4 separate regions of the Mus musculus genome follow, and all the other regions are linked to region 1. The links are chromatin contacts, called in public HiChIP or PLAC-seq and promoter capture Hi-C maps. All regions are on one chromosome and are shown on one strand. Each heading gives the region's core, a stretch centred on a gene start, on an enhancer-like site or on the middle of the called end of the contact. The rest is flanking DNA. Distances are from core to core; before and after follow the strand shown. Region 1 has its middle 40 kb from the start of Cdk14. Region 2 overlaps Steap2 (six transmembrane epithelial antigen of prostate 2). Region 3 overlaps Cdk14 (cyclin-dependent kinase 14). Region 4 overlaps Cdk14 (cyclin-dependent kinase 14).

What was found. Promoter capture Hi-C pulls out the DNA fragments that hold promoters and counts their contacts. HiChIP or PLAC-seq counts read pairs in DNA pulled down with a chosen protein or histone mark.
Region 2: a FOXA1 HiChIP or PLAC-seq map of pancreatic cancer cells shows a contact between it and region 1. The contact joins two enhancer-like sites. A contact is called at or near these places in 1 of 115 datasets of contacts at active chromatin or transcription factors (pancreatic cancer cells) and 1 of 9 other capture datasets (adipose tissue).
Region 3: a promoter capture Hi-C map of the HPC-7 cell line shows a contact between it and region 1. The contact joins two enhancer-like sites. A contact is called at or near these places in 3 of 39 promoter capture datasets (the 3T3-L1 cell line, the HPC-7 cell line and cranial neural crest) and 1 of 9 other capture datasets (adipose tissue).
Region 4: a promoter capture Hi-C map of the 3T3-L1 cell line shows a contact between it and region 1, with 4 times the contacts expected there. The contact joins two enhancer-like sites. A contact is called at or near these places in 11 of 39 promoter capture datasets (the 3T3-L1 cell line, the C10 cell line, cranial neural crest and 7 more), 2 of 484 Hi-C or Micro-C datasets (embryonic fibroblasts and granulocyte-monocyte progenitors), 4 of 115 datasets of contacts at active chromatin or transcription factors (the NIH/3T3 cell line, bone marrow-derived macrophages, embryonic basal ganglia and 1 more) and 1 of 9 other capture datasets (adipose tissue).

Annotation. Positions count from the first base shown.
Region 1 is chr5:5,418,593-5,421,871 of GRCm38.p6, reverse strand. No RefSeq gene overlaps it. Among named protein-coding and RNA genes, the nearest start is that of Cdk14, 40 kb to the right of the region's middle. Within about 2 kb of position 1,546, at least 179 of the 459 cell types and tissues checked have an H3K27ac peak or open chromatin away from gene starts, as enhancers often do. A contact at or near this core is called in the HPC-7 cell line and pancreatic cancer cells, where this site is marked.
Region 2 is chr5:5,685,493-5,689,050 of GRCm38.p6, reverse strand. All of the region lies in intron 1 of Steap2 (six transmembrane epithelial antigen of prostate 2), which reads left to right. The region is part of intron 1 of Gm40262 (a long non-coding RNA gene); the gene reads right to left. Among named protein-coding and RNA genes, the nearest start is that of Steap2, 6.8 kb to the left of the region's middle. Within about 2 kb of position 1,785, at least 70 of the 459 cell types and tissues checked have an H3K27ac peak or open chromatin away from gene starts, as enhancers often do. A contact at or near this core is called in pancreatic cancer cells, where this site is marked.
Region 3 is chr5:5,053,955-5,057,567 of GRCm38.p6, reverse strand. All of the region lies in intron 8 of Cdk14 (cyclin-dependent kinase 14), which reads left to right. Among named protein-coding and RNA genes, the nearest start is that of Fzd1, 300 kb to the right of the region's middle. Within about 2 kb of position 1,342, at least 31 of the 459 cell types and tissues checked have an H3K27ac peak or open chromatin away from gene starts, as enhancers often do. A contact at or near this core is called in the HPC-7 cell line, where this site is marked.
Region 4 is chr5:4,957,918-4,961,161 of GRCm38.p6, reverse strand. All of the region lies in intron 10 of Cdk14 (cyclin-dependent kinase 14), which reads left to right. Among named protein-coding and RNA genes, the nearest start is that of Fzd1, 200 kb to the right of the region's middle. Within about 2 kb of position 1,336, at least 15 of the 459 cell types and tissues checked have an H3K27ac peak or open chromatin away from gene starts, as enhancers often do.

The sequences.
Region 1 (3,279 bases), core at 297-2,796:
TCCACTGGGACTACAGTAATAGTAGTCAGACACCATGTATGCTGCCTGAGTCCTCCATCCAACCCAGAGTCATCCTTGGGGGCAGTGGATGAGAAAGTTCGAAATCAATGGCTCAGATTCTGGGAGCAAGTAAGACCAGGGCAGCAAGTACATTTATTAATTCTCAGGGAGCAATCTTTATACCCTCCACTTGTGTCCCATTGGTCCCAAACAAGCATGGCCTCCAAGTGGCAGTTCCTGATTGGCTGCCATTTCATCACCAATCTCTAGGCTCTCAGGCAAGTTTTAGTTGGCCCTCATGCAGAAGTTGCCTCTATAAGGCTAAGTATCCCAGATTTTTTTTTCTCACAGAATTTTGGTGCTAGTGATATAAGTTTCTACCAAGACTTCTCTTGTTGGGTAGCCGGTGTTTGTCCTCTCCTTGGGACTTCACCTAGCCACTCTGTTCCTGCCAGGGTCTAAATGTCCTCTTAGGAAGGCGCTGGTCCTACTGGGTTAGAGCATATCCTGATAATCTCATTTTAACCTTAAAGATCTTATTTCCAAAACAGTTATATTCCTAGGTATTGAAGATTAGGAATTCAACATAAGAATTTTCAGGTAGCTGTGGATATAGCTCATTCAGTAAAGCACTTGTTAAAGGAATGTAAATATATCAGATACACATGTATATATGTGCATATTATACACATAAATCTATCTAAATACATATTTATATCTATATGTTTATAAAAATATCTATCTTATATCTATCTATCTATCTATCTATCTATCTATCTATCTATCTATCTATCTATCTATTTCTATATCTATCTCTGAGAGAGAAAAAGAGAGAGAGAGAGAGAGAATCAGATGTGGTGGTGTTTGTGATCCTACTACTGGGAAGGCAGAGACAGGTCAATCCCTGGGGCTCACTGGTCAGCCAGCCTAGCCTGTCTGGCAAGATCCAAGTCAGTGAGAGGCCCTGTCTCAAGGGAAAGAAAGGTAGATATGGAAGCCAGAGGACTAACGTCCAGTGTTATTCCTCAGATGCTATAGGACTCTCTCTCACACACACACACAGAGAGAGAGAGAGAGAGAGAGAGAGAGAGAGAGAGAGAGAGAGAGAAAGAGAGAGAGAGGGAGGGAGAGGGAGAGCCAACGCCACTTACGCCCCTGTGACAGAGCTTCAGAAAAAGCTGTCACCTGAAAATCTCAGTTACAGACCAAGCCTGCATTAGACTTCCTTTCTGGGCCCTGGTCTGCTTTTCTGGATCACATTATCATCAGTAAGTTCTACTTACTATTTCTGGTCACATTGCTTTGGTCAAAGGGGAGTCATAGGCCCATTGCTGGCTATAAGATGGCTGACAAACGAGCTACATATTCCTGAGTTTAGCAGAAAATACGGTTTATTTTGGGCCAAAGGAGGCATAGATATTAGGGGACACTTAATAGAGTCAGGCTTTTATTGCTGAGATCTAAAAATATCCCCCTAAAGGTCAAGTGTTGAAGGCGTGGTCTGTGGTCAGTGTGGTGAGTCAGAAGTGACTAAAACCTTAGGAGGTGAGCTCAGCAGAGGAAGTAAGTCACTGGGTGGGGTGTGGAGGCATGGCGCCCTCGGTCCTTCCGCGGCTCTTTCTGCTTGTGCCTTTGCTACTGAGTGTGAGCAGCTCTCCTCCTCTATACACTTCTGCCCTGATGTTCCACCTCAGGTTACAGCAAGACTCGAGTGCAGTGCCACAGCACCAGGTTCAATACCGAAAGGGAAGCGGCAAGGGGAACCTGAAGACTGCTGTGGAGGAAGGGACTGAAGAGCTAGAGGTACACAGAAAAACGGAAAGAGGAAGAAGCTTTTAAAGCCTGACTCTGGCCCTTCCTGTTAGAGCTGTGCCTTAGTTCTGCTTTTAAAAACTCTAAATTGCGTATAAATTCCAGTTTGAGTTTCCGTTAAGCGTGACTTTTCTACCATATCACCCAATCACCTACCAAGCACATACTGGCTTTCAATGAATAATTCAGAGAAATGGGCCTCACTGTTTATCCTTATTGGAAAATAATTGCTATAATAACAAGTGGGAAACAAGTCTGATGGCTGCATGATAATGCCTGTTGATATTTCAGCTGTGTAGCTACAAATGAGAACTACCCTAATCCTAACCCTAACAAGTAATTTGGGCTTGATCATTGCATAACCAAAAGGTTTGCAAGCATTCCATGTCTCTTCAAATGCACCTTACTTGACTTTAAAGTTGTTTTTAGTTGAACAGAATTCTGCTGCAAGCTAAAGCAAATTATACAGTAGGCAGAACACCCTTTCCATATCAAATAGCTTTGTTCATTCAGAAAGTAGATCATCCTGTCAGCAATTCCTATGTGTGATGACTGGATTTGAAGAAGTCTTGCTGGTCATTTGTTGTCTTACTACCAAGAATGACTCAATCATGAGTCAAGCACTCATTTTCCTCCAGTTTCCCTGTGTAATGTTTCAAATGTTTCCTGTTCCTTGGCATAATTTACTGAAATGAAACTAGAACAAGATCTTTTCATCAGATAGAGTGGAAACAATTCACCATTTAGATGAAGAAAAAAAAAAACAATAGACGCCTGCCCAGACCTCACACTGTGGACAGCAGTGATTTGAGAAGGATCAGAGATCTGGAGAAAAAAGTTGAAACTGTCCTCTTTCTTAAAGCAATCATAGGAAGCTTTGGTGGTGACGATTTTTAAAGGAAAACACAGCGGTAGCCATTAAAGGGAAAGGGGCACCAAGACTATGCCTGCAGGGGCTTGAGACCTTTAAGGCCAGGCTGCTCTTGGAAAGAACCTGAATTCATCCTTAGCACCCACAGCAAAGGACTCACAACCACCGGGAGCTGGAGTCTGCGGAGCCTCCCTGCTGGGACAGGCTGTTCTTCATCTCACATAGGGGACATGGAGGACAGATCACACAGCCTGCGCCAGGCTGTTCTTCTCTCTCTCTCTCTTTTTAAAAATTAGATATTTTCTTCATTTACATTTCAAATGCTATCCGGAAAGTACCCTATACCCTCCCCTCACCCTGCTCCCCAACCCACCCACTCCCGCTTCCTGGCCCTGGCATTCCCCTGTACTGGGGCATAGAATCTTCACAAGACCAAGGGCCTCTCCTCCCAATGATGGCCGACTAGGCTGTCTCCTACTACATATGCAGCTAGAGACGTGAGCTCTGGGGGTACTGGTTAGTTCATATTGTTGTTCCTCCTATAGGGTTGCAGATCCCTTCAGCTCCTTGGGTGCTTTCTCTAGCTCCTCCATTGG
Region 2 (3,558 bases), core at 536-3,035, 270 kb before region 1:
ATGAATCAGCTAAATCTGCAGTCTCTGAACAGCAAAATAAATATTAAATTGAATCCTGACCTTCGAGAAGTGTTTTTGGACTTGTCTACCTATTCTTCGAACCTCGTGATCTCCTATAAAATTTCTGATACCCACACTGAACCCTTGGCTGATAAAATCAGAATGGAGGAACAGGTGGCCAGGGATCATTACTTTTAAATCTCTCTAGGTCGTTCAGTGGAGCTACAGTTGAAAATGACTACCTTGAGGCAGTTTTGAGACTTTCTAGCCACCAGTGGGGACCTCCCCACTGCAGATCTATTATGCAACCAAGCTCAGACAGACATGCAGAAAGAAATGTTATATTAACTCGTTGGTGGTTTTTTTCAGGCATTGAGGGATGCAGGACCTTTTTAAAAAGGGAGAGTTTGCAATTAGACAGTTTTCTTACATTGAGTGGCATTAGCTTTGTAACGTGGTGCCTTTACAGAAAGCTACTCATTTGTATATTAAAAATGGAGAAAGTGTTTGTGTAAATCACACCTCAGTCAAGTTGAATTTTTAAAAGTTCTGTGTATGTTGCGTCATTCATAATTTCATTGACTGGATAACCAGGAAGTCGGCGCCTGTTTTGTGTCACTGGAGAGTCAGCGCCTGGTTGAATGCTTGTTTGGAAAGTCATGGGGATTTATGAGTCCTTGTGTTCAGTGTTGGACGGATGCCTAAACTGATAATCACCCACCCAGAACACCTGAGGTTCTTAGTTGAGGAAACACTAGGGAGATGTTTTTGCCTTATTGAAAAGTATCTAAGGACAGAGTAGATGGCTGAGGTGATAAAGAGCTTGATGAGGTCCTCTGTTTTGTCCCCAGAACCCTTGTAGAGAGCCTATAATCCCAGCACTTCATAGGCTGAGACAGGGGGATGGGGCTATGAGACCCCCAGCTCAAAAAATGAAGTGGAAACTGATTGAAATAGGCACTCCGTGTTGACCTTTGACCTCCACATGCACAGGCACATACCCACAGGTGCTCCCTCACACATATGCACACACCTAAAATTATTATCTGAAATCTTTGAGAAAAATATTTTAACTAACTTTCTGGGATTATTAGATCCAATCAAAAAAATTTTTTTTTACATCTTTTTAGTTGAAAATGTTCCTAAAAGTAACTGAACTATTTCTTTGCCCCCACCTCTCTCCCCCACCCCCACCCCTACCCCCACCCCGCCCCCCATTTGAACAGGGTCTCATGAACCCAGGCCAGCCTTGAATTCTTGAATTCACAGAGATGAGCCTGTTTCTCCTTCTGGAGTTTAATGTTGTCCTTCATCCCTGGTCCTTGATCTTCCTGACTCCACCTGCCAAGTGGTGGGATTACTGTTGTTTGCCTCTGTGCCCAGCTTCTGTATTAGTATTTGCAATACAGTGAGCATAAAATGTTGTTTGAGTGACTCAGGATCGAAGAATGTATGTTGATCATATCTCCATCGCAGTTAGTTATTGAATACATATTGAACCTAAGAAATACATTGGAAATCTCAAACAGCCACGGAGTAACTCCACTGTGTTAGGAAATCACACATGCCTTGCCTTTGGGGTTTTCTGAAGGGTTTAAAAGTTTTCAAAATCTCTAAACAAAACAAAACACATATACCCATAGAAATCTGTTCTTGCCCTACATGAGCAGTTGGCTTTTGCTTGTTTATTTAAATGTCAAGAAGATTTAGGGACTGTCTTAGCACAAGCCAAAAGTTGTAATGTTTAAAGTCATCCTCTAGTTAGAGAGGTTAAGATATCTGGCATTCCGTTTCTGGAATGTGCCTCCTGGCTTTGGAGTATGACTAAGCAGTTAACTGTGGATTAGGGGTGGGGGCTGGGAGGGGGGGCTGACTCCAGGGTCTAGGGAAAGGCCTTTCCTCCTAACAGCTACTGGGGCTCTTCCACTTGGAGCCTCCTACTGGCTATGGAAATTATAGCCCTAAAGCTTGGCAGTTTTACAAACCAATCAAAGAGACAAGGGCTGCTTAAGATTGCCAACAGAGACAACTGTTATCACTACCCTTTCCTGAACAAAGGACATTGGTTATATAAAAGTAGGGACGAGACACAGGAGTTAGCATACCTGAGACCATGGGAAGCCATATTCACGCTGAGACATCCCTGGTTTAAACTAGATTGCACTTGTGGCACACTCATCAACATGGTGCAGAAGCCACACGTGAATTGGGAGTCGTTGGTAAATACAAATTTATTATCTTTTGCACATATGACACACAGGGCCTGGAGAGATGGCTCAGGCGTCAAGAGCACTGGCTGTTCTTCCACAGGTCCTGGGTTCAATTCCAACATACACATCGTGGCTTACAACCAGATAAAACTCTAGTCCCATGGGAGCCAATGCCTTCTGGTGTATAAGACTTACATGCAGACAAAACACCCATATACATAAAATAAATAAACCTTTTTTAAAAACTGAAAAACATATACAAAAACAGCACATGCACAGAGAGTGAGAGAGAGAGAGACAGAGAGAGAGAGACAGAGAAACAGAGGCTATCCAATTCAAGTAAGGGAGCATGCATCATGCAATGTTCCCTCCTGGCTTTCTAAGGTATATTCTGACCATATACTTTAGTTTTTTATTATAAGTACATCCAGTCACTCCCCAATGAGTGATTTTCTCCTGTGTAAGCGTGGTGCCTTCCTTTGCTTTTTATCTCTGTGCACAGAGCACACAGTGGCCGGATACACTCAGAGTGAGCCACTGTAGAGCAGAGCTACCTTGAGACTATAATTGCATCATCCCTTGTCAACTGAGATGTGTAAATCCTGTATTTTTTTGTGTCTTTTTTGGCCTAATTGAATAAATGTCATCAAGAGCTCTTGTATCCACTTGTAAGACAGTCAGGGAAAGACTCAGAGTATAGGATAAACAACTTATGAATGATGTTGATGCTGCCTCAGCATCAGATATTATCCATTATGGGAGATGGGTTGCTCTTGGGTCCAAATGTGGCTGAGCCCAGTGGGATATGAGCACACTCTTTGGCCCTTTTTCTTTTCTTCTCTCTAAAAACCAAATGTGCCTTCAAGGTGGCCACAGAATCTCAGAAGAGGAATAATATATATTGCTCACCCACCTGAGGATTTAAGATAATACTGTGAGTAAAAATACTGTATGAGCTATGAGATTACACACAAAAGTATGGTGTATGGTTTCAGCAATAAATGTTTTATATCTTAGATCCATGAAAGGTCTCTGGGGCTGGCAAGGCAGCGAATTGGCTAAGTGCTTGCTGTGTAACTCTAGTGACCTGAGTTTGATCCCCTAAGCAAACAGTATAAACAAAAAACTTCAATCTCCACAAAGTCATCCCTAGACCAACACACACACACACACTAGGTAATAAAATTAAAATCTCTCTCTGATACTTCAATCAATCTTAGAAGGGGGGAACAAAACACCAATGGAAAGAGTTACAGAGACAAAGTATGGAGTAGAGACTGAAGAAATGACCATCCAGAGACTGACTCACCTGGGGATCCATCCCATAAACAACCACCAAACCCAGACA
Region 3 (3,613 bases), core at 93-2,592, 360 kb after region 1:
TGTGTGTGTGTTTCATACCAGGCAGGGAGCTGAGCTTGTTTCATAATGGACCCACTCTTTCAACAGTATCAGTTTGCCCCTGCAGTCTTCTCATAACCTAATAGCCTCAGAGTGTTCTAGTAGTACTTGAATGAACAGACCATGGCGGCCATCATCCAGTCACTGCTCTTCTTAGTAAAAAGAGAAGGAATGAGAAAAATTGATCCTCTCAGAAAGTGCTTTGTAAATAAAGAAGACATTTCCCCCTCTTTACTGCTAGTCGTTCAGAGGCCTCAGGCATGATAGACAAGTCTTGGTCTTTGAGGCATATCCCTAAGCCCCTGTAGAGCAGGAACCTTGAAAAGCGTCTATCCAAACATTAAAAGGTGGTGTGTAACCCTACTCACTGTAATAAGTACTGAGAGTAACATAGCACTGTATAAGAGGAGCTAAAAGTCCTTGCTGATTGTCCTGTGAGTATGGAAAGGTCTTTTGCTTTTCAGGACCTTCAGTTCTTTGATACTTTTACCCAAATTCTCACTTCAGTAAAGAGTATCATGTTACTTCAAATATGATATGAAGAAGAGCAGTTCTCTATTTGCAGACATTTTAAACTACACTCTAAGGCAGCAAATAAAGTTTTAATGGAGATAGAGCAATTCTTTGGCCTGACAAGAAGTGAGTACTTTATTAAAGCGTATTTACCAGATTCTAGAGAAGTGGTTGTGCTTCCCTTGCTAGGTTTCTCTGTGCAGTAGATAGGACAACTCTCTATGACAGTACAGGATGAGTTCGTGTTCTACTGTTCATGGCTCTCTTAAAACCAGAGCAGTGTCCTGAGACCACACTCGGCCTCTAACATGTGTGATCTTTGCTGACAGCTGAGGAAACAGGGATTGTCAGGTTGCTGCTTCTGCATCAGACCATCTCAGTCTGCCCAACTGCATTCGTGCATCCAGTGATGTTTGGCTATTTAGAACACTATATCTGGATGTAGAAATGAATCTTTCATGTCCTTTGTGGTGTGGAAATAAATATGTATACTGCAGCTGTTTGGATGGCTTTTACACTTTCATCACCTTAGGGAATTTTATTGTAATTTCATACCACAAGTAAATTTCCCTTTGAGGCAGATTTTTATCTGCATGATTCAGATAGTTCCTGCAAGCTTATCTGTGGTTTTAAGAGCAAAACTGGCTATTATGCAGACAAGTGTGTGCTTTAGAGAGCAACTTGGTTGGACTGGTAAGAATATTTAAAGGATCTTTTATCTCAGTCTCTTCCACCCAGTCATTAACCCACTTCTGCAGGCAGCAGTTCCGTTGTCATGCCAAGATAGCCTGTCACTTCAAATAAATGACAACTATTCTAAGACTCTACCATAGAGAACAAAGGATGGACTCTTGGGGGTGACAGTCTACTGAGGCTTTCCAGAACTGGGTGAGGATTCATTGACCTTTTGTCTTTGTCTACCTAAAAACAGTGATTCTTTTAAGTAAACAACATGCACGCACAGTCATAAAGGAGGAGTACAGTGAAATTAGATTTCTCTCTGCCTCCCATGCTGTGCTCATTACCATGGGCAGTTGCCTTGTGCTGCCTGCTCCTGGGTTCTTTTCCCCAGATATACTATTTACCTCTAAGCACCTGATGTGCCTTCATTTCTTACTTTGCCATTTCCCTTAACTGTGTGTTATTGATGGCTTCATATTAGTATTTTTAAATGCACTGGTCTCACTCATGTTTTGAACCCATTTCACAATTTGTTTAGCCAGTTTATTCCTATAGTTTAAGGTCACTTAAAGTTTTTCTTTTCTTACAGTTTTTTTTCCTTTTCTTACAGTTCATAATTAGTACTCAGACAGTTAAGTCTTTGTGGTTACAAATATGTAGATGAGCACCTGAAGTTTCCATTGGTAAGTCTCTGAAGTTTGGAAGCATAACCAGTGACTTCTAAGCCTAATTCAACCTGTCAGTCATTGTGTTGCTTCTGTGTAGGTCCAGGGTGTACAAAGCCCAGGCTCAGACAGAGCTTCTCGGCTTGAGTAGGTTAGCTCTGCTCTCTGGTGACTCATCCATCAAGGTAGAGTGCAAGGTGACAAATCAGATCTGCAAATGAATCTTGTACAGTGAGTTGTGACATAGAAATTAAGACTAGGGGGAATTTGATGGGTTAGAATTGGAATGAGCTATGGAAAGTGGTAAATAGGGGTAAGCAGAGAGGGTACCCAGCAGCATAGCTACCCGAGAGTGCAAGCCTGACTGACATGTACCACTACATCAAATGGGCCCTCTGACCTTGTCCTGGCCAGCTTCTGTCTAAGAACATGAGCTCTCAAAACTACGTCTGGGAAAAAAATGATGTTTGTGTTTCCTGAGAACCTAAGGCCCCTGACAGGTCCACAACAAAGTCTCAGGAATCGCTCTTCCCAGTCATGTGACTGAGGTTACTCCATCATACCCAGTAGTTAAGCCAGCACCCAGCAAGCAGCCCAGCATCAGCACCTTGTGAAGTTTATACCTAATTGTAACTGAACATGAGTTTTACTGAGCCTGTCCTTTGCAGAGTGGTGGCTAGCTATCACCATGTACCCATTCTCTCGTTCTCAGGTTTCTGAAAACTGATAGGAGACCTTGGGAGAGCAATATTACTTTCTTTCTGAGGAAAACATCTTCCCTCAGGAAACCACAATGCTTTAGAAACAGCTCTGCCAGAAATGCCCCCAGTTTGCCCTAAATGCTTGCCTCCCTTTCAGCCAACAGCTTGCCCCAGCACAGTGAGGAGGGCTTTGCTTTGCATTTACATAACAGGAATTTCATTGGTTTTTCTGGAACACATAAACAGTTTCAAAGGTAAATTCAGGTCTCTTTCTTCAGTAACAGTGAACAGCTGGAAGCTTTGAAATGAATGTTTTTATACTTCTGCCCATCTGTGTGGTTTAAAAACAACAACAAAACAAAACACTTAGTTAACTATTGAGAAGCACCTAAGCTGGACCTGCAAGAATCAGGAATGCCTGCTACTGCTGCCACTGAGCTCACACCTCACTGAACACATTCGAGTATTGCATCTGGGACCCTGTGAGCCTCACACTGGAAAACTGATGCCCTTTCTGAACATTCTTTTGACAGACTGGGCCTTATGTAAGCCCTGTATTTCTACAGCTCTGCTGATAGATGGGAATGCAGAGGGGCTGGACACTGGAGACAAGGAGTGAGGTAATTGCAAGCAATGACCATTACTCCTAAGGGCTTATGATACAGTGAGGGAGATAAAAGAGATTGAATATAAGAACTAAAACAACTTTCATTGTCTACTGATAAGAAAATGGGAGAGAATAAAAATCTTTAAGGAAAGATTATTTTTGAGGTTTTATTTACCTAAGTGTACCTTTTCTCTAATATGCTGGGCTTCCTAACTGTTCTGTAAAGATGGCTTCATGCTGTGTGGCTGCCTGATACTATGTGGAGGACCTCCACGCCAGTAATCCAAACATGCCTTTTGTCCTCTCTTCTCTGTTCTCCTCCTTTGAGCTATTGATGAAATCACCTGCCTTGGGAAATATTTCTTTCTAAATCTGATAAAATTGTTCTCAAGCTTTCATTTAATCCATTCTGAATCCGTTATTAATTG
Region 4 (3,244 bases), core at 87-2,586, 460 kb after region 1:
AGGGGTGTGGGGCTGCTTCGTTATCCACAGCAGCTGACTATGACTTGCCCAGTGCGCTAACAGAAGTGTGGTCTTGACAACTGCAGATAATTTTCTGCAGTTGTGTAACCTTTGGAATTCTGGGAAGTTTCCAGAAGATGCATAGATGCTAGGCTCCCGAGATGCAGGGGAGGTGGTAGTTGGTCATTAAGGGAGGTTGGTTGAGGCTTGTTAGTAGCCATAGCCAAAGAAAAACCAAAGAAATAAGTTAGATGCAGGGCTTTCTTTTTATTCTATCCTTGTTTCTCTCCTATCTAGTATTAGGGAGTGAAACCGAGGGGATAAAGGGTGGAAAAAAGAAGAACCCACAAAGTAGCAAAGGCCAGCTACACAATTCCTCTATTTCCACGTCAAGTCACTGATGAAATGCTGAAGAGGGGGCTGGTGTGTATATATGGGTACACTTACACGATACATACCCGCCCAGACACATTTTCATATATGTGTGTGCTGAAAGGGAAAGAATGACAAAGGGGATTCCTGGAGACTTCCCGGTCCTCTGGGAGCCAGGAAGTTCAGCTCTTGAGACCAAGACCGTTGTCTTCCTTGCCAAGTGATCTGCTCTTGAACTGAGCCACTTTGTAGCTCAGCAGCCTTTCCCTGTGCTTCTCGGGGGCAGCAAGGTGCATCAGGGAATAACAACCAACTACGCTAAAGGTGACATACACTGCGCAAGTTACAGTGCAGCTCCTTGCCACTGCATTCAGAAAGAGGGCCCATTGCATTTGCAGTTTGTGTAAAATATAATCAATGAATTTCTCACGGGATGAACTTTGTCATGTTTAGAGTAATTTCATAGGAATTCTTGGCTTCACCTAGTCCCCTATGTAAAGGGACAGCCTTAGTGGTCCTGTCCTGCATTTCACGTGGCGATGACACTCAGGCGATGGAAGGTGGATGCTCTTTGTGGACAAGTGTGGACACGTACTAAACCTTCTTCCCTGGAGCCCTGTACGCAGCCTTTCTCTTCAGTCACCTGGCTGTCCGGTTTTTAGAAGGAAACGAGAGCATTCGTTTCTGTTCTTTAGGAGTACAGAGTTAAATAGCATGGGAAACACACACCTTGTACAGCCTTTATTTTGAAGGCGACTGAGTTCAGTCATGGGCTCCTCCTGATACCAGTTCAAGTCTATGTAGTTTATTCAATAGATATTTAGTGCCCACTTTATGCCGTAGACTTGATAGGCAAAAGAAATAGAAAGTAAAAGAGAAAACAAACAAAGAAATCAGAGTGCAAAGTAAACACTTGCTAAAATTTAATCTGTGGCAGTTGCTATGAAGCTGTGGTGTTGCGTATGACAGGAATCCTGCCCTGGTGCACAGGTCGTGGGACTTGACCTGAGAACAAGGTTTCAACACAGGACTGAAAAATTAATTAGCAGCTAATTACATGGAGAGGGCACAGATGTCCAGACTTCAGAACTGCATGTGGGAACATTGTGTGGCTAACGGGAGAATGTGCCAGATGCAGGCACTGAAGGACCAGTGGGAGAGTATGAAGGGACAAGAATGTGTAAACAATTAGATAAGCGGAGAAGGGGGTTCTGCAGGCCTCAGCCAGCAGCTTAAGTGTGTCAGGGGAGACGGGGTTTGGCCACAGTGTGAAGCTTTTGACTCACAGAGTAACAGTTGATCAAGTCTGATTTTCAAAAGACCAGTTAGGAGTGTGGATGTATAACTTGAAATAAGGTAAGGATGATGACACATAGGTTCCGGGGAGATCCTGGGCTTAGCGAGTAAGTGGGTGTCAAGAGAAGGAGAAAAATGAATATATTTAAGACCATACAGGGACACTAAAATCATAACGTATAATGAAAGTAACATTAATGTGATTGAGATGTGTATAAAAATAGCAAGCAAAGAAGTTTAAAACAGTGTAGAGACTCCTGTCCCATCTTTATATGCATTTGCTCTGCTCTGGGGGCAGTCCTGAGGAGTCCCCAGTCACCTCCTCTATGTGTGCAGGGTAGAACCAAATATGCTCCTTCCTAGCATTTTGTCCTGAAAGCCACCTACCCTGTAGTTCCTTTCTAGGGGTATCTCACTATTGATGGACTCAGTATTGCTCTCCCCTCCTCCACCAACACAGCCCCTCAATCAGCTTTTCTGTCTCTGTATCTGAGATCTCTGCTGTATGTAGCATGGCCTCTCTCAGTGGCTTAATATTTTCCTTTCAATAAACTCCTTTCAAGTAATTTTGCTTGTTCATATGACTTCAAAAAACCAGAGATCCCTTAAGCATTCCCATAATAGAAAACAAGGTAAAATGAAACCAATGAAAATACGTAAGGGGTACGTAATATTAAGTTTGATCTTACCCACCCCGGATCCTGAACCTAAGTCCTACTTCCCTTAAGGGAGTGAGAGCCGAGTGCCTGGGAGGTCGTAAAAACAAACACCCAGATGAGATGAAGCTTTTCTTCTTGATATTCTCAAAAGAATGGAAAGATAACCAAAGAAGGGACTAACGTTTTTATGAAGGTGATAGGTATCATGCCATGTTCTCTTTGCCAGCTAAAGCAGTTTGTAGTTGGGGTTCACATCTCCCATTGTGGGAGAGCTGCTCTAGACCACATATATCTTCCTGCCATTAACACTGGAAACAAGTTGGGGGTTAGACTCAGGAAGTGCCCAACGGGTGAGAGTTGATCAAACCTGAGGGCCTGGGCCTGAGTTCCAATCCCAGGTATCCACGTAAAACAGGCGTGGTCACGTATGACAGCGCTGAGAGTAAGCAGTAAAAGGAGGCATCTGGCAAGTGCGGACTGAACGGGGCGGCATTAGCTACTTCTGGTGCTTATCATGCAGACCTTGTACTCACCAGGTAAGAGCCCCTCCCTCAGCCTCCTCCTGGGACCACCTTATTTATCTCCCAGTTTCAGGCCTACCATGTCCACATGAGGCTCCAGGAGTTTGATGAGGCACAAATCTGGTGTCGTCATACCTCCACATTTATTGTTTATCAGAGAAAGCCACGCCAGCATTCAGTGTGGCTCGATTTATTGCATGCATGGTGTCATGGTTACTGAGCTATGGCTGTAAAGAGACACCATGAACAAGGCCACTCATATAAAAGAAAGCATTTAATGGGGGTGGGGGAGGGGCTTGCTTACAGTTTTACAGGTTAGTCCGTGATTACCATGGTGTGAGGCAGAAAGGCGCAATGTTACATCAGTAGCCGAGGGTTTTATATCCAATTTATGGG